Regions from separate parts of the Mus musculus genome. Here all the other regions are linked to region 1. Evidence: chromatin contacts called from public Hi-C data. All regions are on one chromosome and are shown on one strand. The core of a region is the stretch at or near the end of the contact, and the rest is flanking DNA. Distances in the headings are between cores, read along the strand shown.

Region 1 (3,054 bases), core at 264-2,763:
CTGTGTAGCTCTGGCTGTCCTGGAACCCACTCTGTAGACCAAGCTGGCCTTGAACTCAGAAATCCACCTGCCTCCCAAGTGCTGGGATTAAAGGCGTGTGCCACCACCGCCCCGCAACTCTTGTAAGAAAAGTCATTTCATTGGGGCGGGTTTACAGTTTCAGAGATGTGGCCCAATCTCATCATGGTGTGGTGGGAAGCATGCTGGTAGGCTCTGGAACAGTAGCTGAGAGCGAATTCCTGGAGCACGGGCAGAAAAAGATTCTGGACTTGGCATGGGCTTTTGAAACCTCAAAGACCACACCCAGTGACACACTTCCACCAACAAGGCCACACCTTCTAACCCTTGTAATCCTTTCAAACATTCCACTGCCTGGTGACTGAGCATTCAAATATATGAGTCTGTGGGGGCCATTCTTATTCAAACCATCACTGGTACCTTTACCTAAAGGATTTAAATGCTAATGACAATCCATTAAGTAGTTGATGGTTACAAAGTGATTTAAAGTTACAAATATAAGAAAACACAACAAAATCTCTGTAATAGGATGTATCAGGATGGTGTTTGTGTTTGGCATAAGAGGTCCCAAAGCCTTGGGGGCAACTCTAAGCCCAAATCCTACAATATTGAGTACTTACACATAAACACATTTAGAAGTTTGGTCTTTTAGTATTTTGCCCTTTATATTTGGCAGATTGTCTTTTACTTGAGGCTGGGTCTCATATAGTTTAGGCTTTGCCTGATCTGGTCCTCCATTCTGCAATTTCCAGTGGCAGTGGTTGGAAAGCATCCTACCCAGCTTTATTCCCTATAACACTCAAAGAGGCACAGAACCAGCCCAGAGCCTACAGCTCTTCGGGGTAAATTCCTCTCAGGATTATGTCTGTCCTTAAACTGAAAATGATCTAAGGTTCTGGGTACCAAGGAGCTAATAAGAGTAGTGACTGTCCACTCTTCACTCCCACGTGCCAAACATCATCGATCCCTGCATTATTATTGCATTTGATGTTAACCATCGGTATTTTTTAGCCTGAAAACTGTAGAAAAGTTCAAAGACATCACACAATTTATTAAGGATTTCAATATATGACATTTTTTTTTTTTGGTCAAGATTTACTACAGTTTTTACCTAAGTAGGTTTGCCTTGACAACATTGTGAAAACACCTAACAGAAAATCACTAGCCTGCTAGACTCCCTGTGGAGCCAGCCTCTCAACAAGGGAAGATTGTCTTAAGACAACGCGAACTAGGAGCAGTAGGTCCACCCTTCAGCCACCGTCCTGCCTCAGAGTTTATCCAGTGCATCTGGCCGTGGACATGCCCCCTTCAGGTCTTTCTATTTCCGGTGGATTCCAAACCGCAATAGTCTGTGAGTCGGCCTGTGAATCGCGGAGGCCGCGGGGAAGAGCTGATTTGCACGTCCTGCCTCCACGCGAGGGGCGTGGCGACGTGCACAGGCCTAATTTGGGCTTGTGTTGTCACGCCCTTCGCGAGGGGGCGGGGCATGCAAATCATACTCGGCGTGCGCGCTCGGGAACGCCGGGAGAGCCCGGGTCGTGGACGTTGAATCTGAAGCCGTGGGTGCTGGAGTGGGAGTGAGGTGTGGAGGGCGCAGACGCGGATCGGAGGAGGAAGGAACCGCGGGGGAGGCAGGAAGTGAGGGTTGCGAGCGGTCACCACAAAGGTAATGTGTCTCACGGACGCAGAGCATGGCTGCGTGGTCTGTATTTGGTATCGCTTCTCGGCCTTTTGGCTAAGATCAAGTGTAGTATCTGTTCTTATCAGTTTAATATCTGATACGTCCTCTATCCGAGGACAATATATTAAATGGATTTTTGGAACTAGGAGTTGGAATAGGAGCTTGCTCCGTCCACTCCACGCATCGACCTGGTATTGCAGTACCTCCAGGAACGGTGCAACCCCTCTGGGGAACAATGTTGGTTAAATGTAAGACATTTAGGACTATTATAGCTCGTAAATACAGGCTGCAGTTACTTTTTCTGTCTTCTTTTCTACTTTGTAGTTACCCGGGTCTCGTTAACCCCTCTTTGATAGACCAGGCTGGCCTCTAACTCGGAAGTCCGCCTGCTTGCCGCCAGTTGATCTTTTTCTATTGCTTTACTTTTCTTATTATTATTCAGGTTTCATATTTCCACTACCAGGCTTTTCAGGCAGAGCAGCTCGCTTCTTTACTTTTTTACACAGTCTTTCCATCCACTGGTCAATAACTGTGATTAGGTGGGAAAGACTCTAAGGTTTTTATCTCTTTTTTTCCCCTCTGGGGAATAATGCTGGTTTAATAAGAGACCTAGAAATTAGGCCAACGTGGATTTCTTACCAACCTGTTAGTTTTACTGCACATCACTCTACATTGCTGCATAATATTCTACATAATGTCTAGCTTTTGATCTGGAAAGAGCTGTGAGGCTGTAAGGTTACTAAGATGGACAAGTTATTTTCAGCTTACTGTCACAAAACACTTGCTAGTTATGTAAGTCTGGTGGCATTAAAAACTCTTAGGCTTGCATAATTTTTCTGAAAGCTAAAATTTTGTTGACTGTTTATGCCTATGCTGATTTTCACAGCAAAGACCCGCTCTAGGTATGTTATTTTTGTACAGTAACCTATAAATAATGATTCACTGACAGAAGTTGTGTCAGAGTCCTAGATTCTTCTGAAATAAATTATTTTTAAAAGGATTTATTTATTTATTGTACATATATGAGTACTGTACCTGCCTTCAGACACACCAGAAGAGGGCATCAGATCCCATTACAGATGGTTGTGAGTCACCATGTGGTTGCTGGGAATTGAACTCAGGACCCCCGCAAGAGCAGTCAGTCCTTTTTTTTTTTTTTTTAAGATTTATTTATTTATGATATGTAAGTACACTGTACTTCAGACACTCCAGAAGAGGGAGTCAGATCTCGTTATGGATGGTTGTGAGCCACCATGTGGTTGCTGGGATTTGAACTCTGGACCTTCAGAAGAGCAGTCGGGTGCTTTTACCCACTGAGCCATCTCACCAGCCCCTGAAATAAATTCTAGTGACTG
Region 2 (3,054 bases), core at 299-2,798, 3.0 Mb after region 1:
AGAAGCAAATTCTTAGCCACCTTCACCTTCATCTCTCTTTCTCTATTCAGATTTGAAGTCCCACTTAGTCGTGACTTCTCATTGGCAGAACTCATCTTGTGCCTGCACCCTTAGATCAGGGAAGCAAGAGCCTCAAAGTTCTGTGGTAGATACTTCATCTCTTATTAAGGCTGAAACAACCAAAATTCCCCAAGTGTAGGTAGGAAGTCTCTAGATGTAGGCAGGAGTTCAGAAGGTGGGGAGACAGGAAAAGGGGACAAAATGACGGCAGCCTTCCCTTGGTTGGTGCTCAAGCTGTTGCTTTGATGAGATGTCCCCAGGTCACCTGTCCTGAAACACTGACTGGACTCATACAACCATTCCTGCTTGGGTCATGTGTGACACCAGAAAGCATTATGCTAATAACAGCTTCCATAAACCATGCTTCATTTGACTTCTAACAACTCTAGGTGTTACCTATACTTAAGGGGGAAAACAGGCCTTGGATGTTCCCAAGTCACACAGCAGCATCCGGTTGCAAGGCCAGGTCTCCCTGCTCTCAGAGTTCTGAGTTTCCCAGTGGGTTCTGCTGATAGGCTGTGTGTGTGTGTGTGTGTGTGTGTGTGTGTGTGTGTGTGTGACATCCCATGCCATTTTTTATCCCTCCCCCAGTGCTGGGAATTGAGGCTAAGTAAGGTCTGGCGGCTGCTGGGCAAGCACTCTACCCCTAAGCTATCCCCATAGCTTTACATTCTTAGTACCTTCTGGCAGCATCTACTAAGAAAACAGTACACTAATGTCTAGGAATTGGCCAGATGGAATAAAACAAGACCCACTTCTGGAAGGTTCCCTTTTCCTGAGATCTGAATCCAGAAATCATTCTGAGGCTAAATAGATCTACTTACGATCAGCTGTGGAAGAGAAACGTTGAGTCTACTAATTTCCTCATACTAGGCTCTTCTACCTCACCCTTTCTAGGTCAAAAATGTTAAAAGTCTTCCAAGTGTTATTCGGCTGTCCAACTGATACGTTTCAATTCTGACTAAAGACTAAGGGGATGACGAACGAAGGAGGACACAATTCTTACCTTGTATAATTTACATTCTACTGGGGGAGATAGATGATCATCAAATAAATGTTAATTTGTGGCTCTGACAGTGTGGAGAAGAAAATGCCACGAGACTCTATAAAAAGCAGGTCTGACCTACTCAGGGGAGCCAGGGCAGCCTCTTTTGAAGACTTAGCACTGGAGCTAAGCTATGAAGAAGGGTTAGGCCCAGAGGAGACTCGGTGAGTCTTGGAGGTGATGGCCTGGGGGAAGTACTCAGGGATCGTGAAGCACTTTTAGAGGCCAGCGACAGGACAGGGGACCCGCACCTAGCTTGCGGACCGCCCCTCTGCCTGTGTTTGAGAGACTGCGTCATAGCTGGAAAGATATAGCCGACTTCAGCCTCCTAAGTCCCACCTGGGAATGACGTCGCCTGGGTGAAAAACTAAAATAAACGGCTCCGCCCTCATCTCCCAGCAGCCCCTGCAGCGCCCCCGCCCCCCCCGCCCCCGCCCCCTCGTGTGACCGGCCGAGCCGGCCCTCTGAGTCTCTAGTAGTTTCCAGGGCGCTGACGCATGCTTGCGCACACAACCCAGCCTGGCGTGTCGTACGCAGTGGCCGCGAGCCGGGCAGCGGGTGCTAGGCGGTTCCCCTGCGGGGGGCAGGGGCGGGACTCCCGGCAGAGGAGGTGCGGTCCCAGCTGGGTCAGGTTGGGGGTTCAGATCGGGTTACTAGACTTAGGGGGTTCGGGTAGGGCTCCCCACTCCTGCCGTGAGATAGCCCTGGGCACCGGCCTGCGGGACCAGATAAAGGCTGCGAAGGAGCCTAGTCACTGGCCGCAGGCGTGGCTCCCCGGCCCGATTCCACCTCGAAGTGTCGCCTGCCTGCCCGGGGTTGCGGCCGCACGGAGCTGCGGTGCCTCTGTCGGCCTGACCCCTTCTCTCCCGCAGCCTGGAGGAGGGACGTCTGACGCTGAGTTGCCATGGCATCCTACTACGAGATTCTAGACGTACCGCGGAGTGCGTCCCCTGATGACATCAAGAAGGCGTAAGTGCCTCGGCTGTGTTACAGAAAGGCTCTGACCCTTGTTCCCCGCCCCCCTGAGTGCCAGGGGCCCTTTAGAGGTCTGGCTGAAGGGAGGAAGGAGACCCTTGGGAAAGTACGAAGACCAAGTCCAGCCAGGGAAGAAGAGCTGACCTTCTTTAGCGTCCTCTATACACCCAGCTCCCCTCTCCTCCAGCTCCTACATGTGGGCTTGCCCAGGTTGCAGTGCTAAAATGCCCAGGCTATGAGACAGGACAGTGTCTCCACTCTCCCTGTGGCTATAGATAGCTCTATCAAAAGAACCCCAAGAAAGGGCTTATGGCAGGGACTTTCCTTTTTACTCATATCCCTGGCACACCACAGGGAGAGAAACCCCTGAATACAGGCTGCAGTCGTGAGGTATTCTGGGATCGGGGCAGTGAAAGGGTGTTGGACTAAGCAAAAAGGGTAGTCGGTGGGCAAAGCCTACATCAGTCTCCTGACCCTCCCTCTGCACTCACTTCCTGCAGGTACCGAAAGAAGGCTCTGCAGTGGCACCCAGACAAGAACCCGGATAATAAAGAATTTGCTGAAAAAAAATTTAAGGAGGTGGCAGAGGCCTATGAAGTACTATCTGACAGTAAGGCTTGGGGTCCTGCAGGGACCGGCATGTCCCCCTGCTTCCATTCATTCTTGGTACTCCTTCCTAAAGCCACGCCTCCATCCCGTCTCCTCCATGATTTTATTTTAGATAGTGTTTAATCGCCTCCATGTTATGTCTGTCTAGCAGGGTCTGAAGAGCAATTTGGGTCCTGATCGGGGAAGGTCATAGCTTTCCTGCCAGGCCAGCTTATCACCCCCATTTTGTAGGCTAGTAAACTGAGGCTGAGAGAGATGAAATAATTTGCCCATTTCTTGAGCCAGAATATGAATCCAGGTCTGATGGGTGATTTTTTTTTTTCCTCTGTGCTTGAGTATGCCTAGGGCATTGCACATGCTAAAGC
Region 3 (3,054 bases), core at 238-2,737, 2.1 Mb after region 1:
CGAGAAGGCTCTGTATGCAAACGCAGATTCAGGCTCTGGCTGGGGTGTGTCACTACAGATCCGGTGACACGTGTGTTTAAAATCTGAACGGTTGCGGTCTCAGGCGCCCAAGGGCGGGCGCTGGGCCCTCCCTCCGCGGGCGTCCCCTGAGCACTCGGGAGCACAGCCAGCCCTAGACGGGGCCCCTCTAATAATCACAGATAGGGGCGGTGGGGTGGGGGTGGAGGGCCTCTAAACAAGGTGGTATTTCTTCTAGTTCGATGGGATTTGGCTCTGCCAAGGACGAAGGGGCACGTTTCAAGCCGAGGGAACAGCACGTACAAGATACAAGGCGCCCTGAGCAGCAGAGGCTCGGCTTCTGCCAGGGTTTGGCAGGGGAAGAGGGCGAGATTTGCTACAGGACAGTCGGTAAAGGTAGGCGCCGAAGTGGACTTTTCAATCCTGGGATGTTCTCGAGACTGCAGGGAATGCTGATAGTTACAGTTGGATCACGAACATAATTTAGGACTGGAGAGGTTCATCAGCCGTTAAGAGAAGTCCCTGCTCATGCAGGCCACCTGAATGAGTTCAGGTGCCAGCACTCAAGGCTAACCACTGCCTCCAACTTCTGCTCCAGGCGATGGCGCCCTCTTCTGGCCATTGAAGGCTCCGGCATTCATACACATACACAAAAATAAAATCAATCTATCTACAATTCCACAATTTGATGAGTTTGCATAACTGGGGCTAGCAAAGAATGCCTTTGGGGGGGGGGAACGGGATATTCACAACGTTAGACAAAAGACCCATTGTAGAGGCGGTGAGAAGGCTTGGGGGTAAAGGTGTCTACTGGCCAGCCTGACTACCTGAGTTTGATGCCTCTCCCAAAGAGAGGAAGAAGAGAACTTCTGATCTCCACTCGTAGAACGTGTATCCTCCTCCACACATAAATATAACTTTAAATTTTTTAGGGGCTGGAAAAATGGCTCAGGGGCACATGTCACTCTTAAAAGGACTCTATTTCCGCTCCTAAGGCCCACACCGGCTATTAACTCCAGTTCCAGGGGGATCTGACGCCCTCGTCCGGCCTCAGAGTGCACTACAAATATGTGGAGTACATACATAAACATATATATTTTTACAGGCCATACACATAAAATATTTCAATTAAAAAAAAAACTAAAACCCATTTTACAGAAAGTTAGCGTCATCCCATTTTCCAGAGGAACAAACGGAGGCAGATCGTGTCAGCACTTTGGAATGCGTGGAGGTGGAGCCCCGACGTCCTCGGGCACTCCCCGACTGGGCGCCTGGGGCGGGCCTCAAGTCCCGGGGCTCGGTGGCCCGCAGCGGCGGGTTACGGCTGTCCGCTCTGCCACGCAGCCGCAGAACGCTCGGTCCGGCCAGCACACCGCAGGAAGAGAGGCGACGCCCCCTGGATCTCCGCAGCAACCCGGCCCGCCTCCCAGCCCGCCGGGCCCCAGAAGTGATGAAAGCTGCGGCGGAGTCCCAGGCGCGCCGAAGCCGTTGCCCTTTTAAGGGGAAGCCTTGAAACGGCGCCCGGGTTCCATGTTTGCATCCGCCTCGCGGGGAGGAAACTCCATGTTGTAACAAAGTTTCCTCCGCGCCCCCTCCCTCCCCCTCCCCCCGAGAACCTGGCTCCCCTCCCCTCCGAAGCTCGCGGGGATCCCTCCCTCCCACCCTCCCCTCCCCCCCGCGCCCCGATTCCGGCCCGAGCCGGGGGGGAGGCCGGGCGCCGGGGCCAGAGTCCGGCCGGAGCGGAGCGCGCCGGGCCCCATGGACAGCTCGGCCGTCATTACTCAGATCAGCAAGGAGGAGGCGCGGGGCCCGCTGCGGGGCAAAGGTAGGCGGGCGGCGGGAGGGCAGAACCGGACTAGGGGCCGTCCCCGCGCTGCGGTCGCTGCCGCTGTCCCGGGCGCGCGCCTCGGCCTGGCCCGGCCCGAGCCCCGGCCAGTGCGGCCGAGAGAGTTTGAACTCCGCGAGAGTCTGAGGCGCTGGGCGGGGCCTGGCGCCACCAGTGCGCTCGAGGCTTCTCGTAGTGGGGAAACTGAGGCAGAAGGCGAGCGAGGGGCTGGCGGGCTCCCGGGCGTCACCCCCTCCCCCAGTTTGGCGCCAATGGGACGAGAAGGTGGGGGTGAGGCGGCCACCCGGCCACCCGCTGAGGCTCCGCCCCCTCCAGGCTGAGGTCTGGAAGGGGTGCCGAGGTGACAGCGGGCTGGGGAGGCTTGCAGGGATCTCCCGCCAACTAACTCACAGCCAGGTTCCCACAAACTCGGGCGTCACGCGTGGAGGTGCAGACGACACCTTCGAAGGCAGAGAGCCCCTAGCCTTGCAAGACAGACTTGGGGGCCTTGTATCCAGCTGGGCACGCGACACCCAGGCTGCAACAGGCTAGGCCGGTTGGCCTCGGGCCTGTGCACGCTTGCACCCACCCTGTAAGGGGTGCTGCCCGCCTATGCGGAGCCCCTAAGGCTCGCAAGAGTGGGGCTCACCCCTCCCTCCCCTGTGTGAATTTCAAGATTGGGAAGTCACTCCGGGTTTGTCCACTGTCCAGTTCCTCGCTCTTTGGGGGTTGGGGGGGGGGTGGCCTGGAGGCAGAAAGGATTAGAGAAGAGGCTTGGTGGGGGTAGGTCTGTCAATTTAGACAGGCCGCTGCAAAGAGACGGGGCGGGGTGAAGGAGGTGGGGCCGGTGGGGCTGACAGCCCTGGGACACTGGCCTCTGGGCCCAGGCTCAATGGGGACTTTGGACTCACTGGGTAGACAGAATGGAGGGAGAGTGGGAGTGGACGACAGGGCCCTGAGCCCTGAAGGTCCAGAGCAGGGGATGCTCAGGTAACGTCCACCTGTGGGGTCAGATGATTGAGAACCAACCGTGAGAAAAATCGGTCCCCTCCTTAAGCCATCTACTTCTTAAAGTGGCTGCCTTCCTAAAAAGCCACACCAGATTTCCTTAAGACGCTGAGCTGCAGGGGCCCTGAAGTGGCCCGTGGTGGGGCTCATGGAAGCGGGGTTCTCTGGAGGACAGCCAGCCAGAGCCACCCCCATGTGTCTCC
Region 4 (3,054 bases), core at 387-2,886, 2.1 Mb after region 1:
CCTCTTTGATCTGCCCAGTTTTACATGAGCAGCCCTGAAGTCAGACAGGAAATCAGGACCCTTGAAGCAATGGTCTCACCTCCCTTGAAACTATAAAGCAAGACCAGGGCCCCATGACTGGAGAGGTAAGAACAGGCAAGTGAAGAGGAGAGGGAGTATGGTGGCCTGTTTAAGGCAGACAAAGCAGCACAAAGAAGCACCTGGCTTGCCCAGCCACCACTGGCCAGGCCAAAGACACCAGCTTTGAAACCAAAGCTCACCACTGAGATAAATATTTCAGAGTCTCAGAGAACCAGACACCTGCCAGACCTTCCATGACAGCTCTCCCCACTTATCCGGTGTTTAGGTTGACCCTCAGCCCCATGGGTACCACCACCCATAGGCCACAGTGGAGTGAGTGACTGGGGAAGGATGCCCCGGGGAACAAGACCTGGTGAAGACAGTCCAGGCTCTGCCTTGGCAGAGAGCCTTCCATTCCTTCCTCCTTTTCTGGTTCCCTCCTGGCCCTCCCAAACCTGCTTTCCCTTTTCCCATTTCCCTGTTTCTTTTTTTTTTTTTTTTTTTTTTTTATTTTTTATTCTGACCTAAAGAGGTCACCAGGGCCAGGCAAGACAGCTTTCACCTGTAATACTCCCAGCACTTAAGGATCTGAGGCAACAAGTTCAAGGCTTGACTGGGCTACTGAGTGAAACTGTCTCAAATAAATAAATAAATAAATAAATAAATAAATAAATAAACCAACCAACCAACCAACCAACCAACCAACCAACCACAGTTCATCAGCTTGACTGTACTTTCTGGTAGGCTTCTGAATTACAGAGCAAAGGAACAGGAGCAGGCCAGGTTAGGAGTAGGAATGGCTTCTTCTTTAGACCTTAGGTTGGCCCGCTGGCTTCTCTGAGCTAGGGCTCCCTCCTCCCACCCCCCACCTTAGACAGATTCTCATCACCAGTTTTTACGCAGCCTGGTGACGCCAGGGCAAGCTCGAACAGCCCCGGGTGGGTTCCAAGCCTCTGGCTGGCTCCCTCCCTCCCTCTCCCCACCAGCTGAGGACCATGACCGCCTCCATTCTCACTTGCTGCACGGCCACTCTGGGGCCCCGGAGTGGGGGACACGTCCTCAGACAAACAAGCCACTCAGCCACTGAGAGGAGCACCCTACAAGAAGCGGGTCAGCTCGCGGGTGCGCACCGAATGCGGTTGCGCCACAAGCCCGGGCCATATGTCCTGCCCGGGCGCACATGGAAAGTGAAGACCGGAACAGGCAGAACGAAAGGACCCTAGCCTGGCTCCGGAGCACGACCGGAGTCGGCCCGCGCGTGCCAGAAAAGTTCGGGCGCCTGGGCGCAGCGCCGCCCCAGGCCACTTCCATTCCCCGCCGGTCTCGGGTCCCCACCTCCAACGGCCGCAGCCCCCTCACTTGCCTGCGCTGTTCCGGACCGTGAGATCCGCCTGGGCCTCCGGGCGCTGGCGAGGACTGGGCTGGGCCGGGCTGGACTGGGGCTCCGTGCCCCGCCCCGTCTCTCTCCGCCGCCAGTGGGGAGGAGCCGCCCGGCACCCCGAGACCTCCAGGGAGCGCTGGGGTCCCCTCCAGACCTCAACCACGACCCAGGTGTGAGTGGTTCACATTTACTGGAAGCAACGCCGGTTCGCAGCGAAAACCCAAACTCACTGGGAAAAAAATAACTTCTTTCCATGAATTCCAGACTCCACCCCAGTAAGAAGTGCTATTTATGCGTCATCAGTGCCTACATATCAGCGATTTGCGCTAGGGGCTTTAGAGCTAATCCTGTTGTCTTAAAAGTTGTTATTGGGTTTGTTTTTTTGTTTGTTTGTATTCTGGGTAAAAGAGCGATGTCGCTATGTACCTCAGGCTGGTCTCCAGCACTTGTCACCCGGCCTCAGCCCAAGTGTTGCAATTACTGACCCTGGTTTCACATAGTCAGATTTCACTGATTTTTTTTCCCTCTTTTTCTTTTTTGTCACTAACTGATCTTCAGCACTTTCGGTCTAGGGGCGTAGGTCAGTGGTAGATCTCTGGCTTTCCATGTGAGAGACCCAGCTGGGTTTCATCCCCATGCCAGGAAAACCAAACAACAAAAGAATAGTTTCAATGATGCACAATATTGTATCACATGGCTATGCTATGTTTATATCAATTCATTCTTAAAACTTCTTATTTCGTGAAAAAAAAATTTAAGTCACAAAAAAAAGAAAGAAAAAAAAAGAAAAGAAAAATTTAAGTCACAAAAAAGTCTGTGGTGACTAAGAATTCTGTGCTTGTAAGCTAACCGCCCTTTTCAAATGTAAAACTTCAAACACAGGCATGAGACTCCGAAGCTATGCTTGGAATCAGTCATGTGTCACTTAATGACAGGGATGTGCTAGGTTAGGAAATTTCTGTTTTGCAAACCTCATGGTGTGTTTACACTAACAGCTCACTATGTGTGACTGGGAAGTAAAAATAATCTTATAGCAGTTGGCAGTATGCTGGCTTAGGGTGCGAGCAGTCCTGGGTTCCATCTCCAGCACTGCATAAACAGTGGAAGTGGCATGTGCCCGTAATGCCAGATATTTTGGGAATGTTAATAATAAAATAACTTACCTCAAAGAGGTTAAGAGGAGCCAAATATGTGGCCATGGTCAGAGAAAACCAATATAGGTTATCCAAAAGTCTGTGTTCCAACATGGGAATCGTTTGGTGAAGTTTTGAGGAGGTTGGAAAGTCATCTTAATTAGGGTTTTATTGCTGTAAACAAACACCATGACCAAGGCAGCTCTTATAAGGACAGCATTTAATTGGAGCTGACTTACAGGTTCAGAGGTTCAGGCAATTATCATCAAGGCGGCATCCAGGCAGGCGTGGTGCAGGAGGAGCTGAGAGTTCTAAGTCTTCATCTGAAAGTCACTAGAAGACTGGCTTCCAGGCAGCTAGGATGAAGGTCCTAAAGCCCATGCCCACAGTGACACACTTCCTCCAACAATGCCACACCTACTCTAACAAGGCCAAACCTCCAAATAGTGCCACTCCCTGGGCCAAGTACATTCAAACCAC

What was found. A called contact is a pair of places that touch in the nucleus more often than the background predicts.
Region 2: a contact with region 1 is called in a Hi-C map of B cells, with 6 read pairs. The contact joins the promoter of Dnajb2 here to the promoter of D230017M19Rik in region 1. A contact is called at or near these places in 1 of 484 Hi-C or Micro-C datasets (B cells) and 1 of 115 datasets of contacts at active chromatin or transcription factors (embryonic stem cells).
Region 3: a contact with region 1 is called in a Hi-C map of B cells, with 5 read pairs. The contact joins the promoter of Ctdsp1 here to the promoter of D230017M19Rik in region 1. A contact is called at or near these places in 1 of 484 Hi-C or Micro-C datasets (B cells) and 2 of 115 datasets of contacts at active chromatin or transcription factors (embryonic stem cells and pro-B cells).
Region 4: a contact with region 1 is called in a Hi-C map of B cells, with 5 read pairs. The contact joins the promoter of Tmbim1 here to the promoter of D230017M19Rik in region 1. A contact is called at or near these places in 2 of 39 promoter capture datasets (both in embryonic stem cells), 1 of 484 Hi-C or Micro-C datasets (B cells) and 2 of 115 datasets of contacts at active chromatin or transcription factors (embryonic stem cells and extraembryonic endoderm stem cells).

The regions. Positions count from the first base shown.
Region 1 is chr1:72,242,480-72,245,533 of GRCm38.p6, forward strand. D230017M19Rik (RIKEN cDNA D230017M19 gene) reads left to right here and starts at 1,514. Exons shown (of 4, transcript NR_155355.1): 1 at 1,514-1,684. Gm24497 (a small nuclear RNA gene) reads left to right here and starts at 1,734; the gene lies at 1,734-1,924.
Region 2 is chr1:75,234,875-75,237,928 of GRCm38.p6, forward strand. Dnajb2 (DnaJ heat shock protein family (Hsp40) member B2) reads left to right here and starts at 1,549. Exons shown (of 9, transcript NM_001159883.1): 1 at 1,549-1,715; 2 at 1,978-2,074; 3 at 2,581-2,690. The coding sequence starts at 2,010.
Region 3 is chr1:74,390,122-74,393,175 of GRCm38.p6, forward strand. It overlaps Ctdsp1 (CTD (carboxy-terminal domain, RNA polymerase II, polypeptide A) small phosphatase 1), which reads left to right and starts at 1,488. Exons shown (of 7, transcript NM_153088.2): 1 at 1,488-1,843. The coding sequence starts at 1,777.
Region 4 is chr1:74,302,700-74,305,753 of GRCm38.p6, forward strand. Tmbim1 (transmembrane BAX inhibitor motif containing 1) reads right to left here and starts at 1,637. Exons shown (of 12, transcript NM_027154.5): 1 at 1,424-1,637. All of the region lies in intron 2 of Pnkd (paroxysmal nonkinesiogenic dyskinesia), which reads left to right.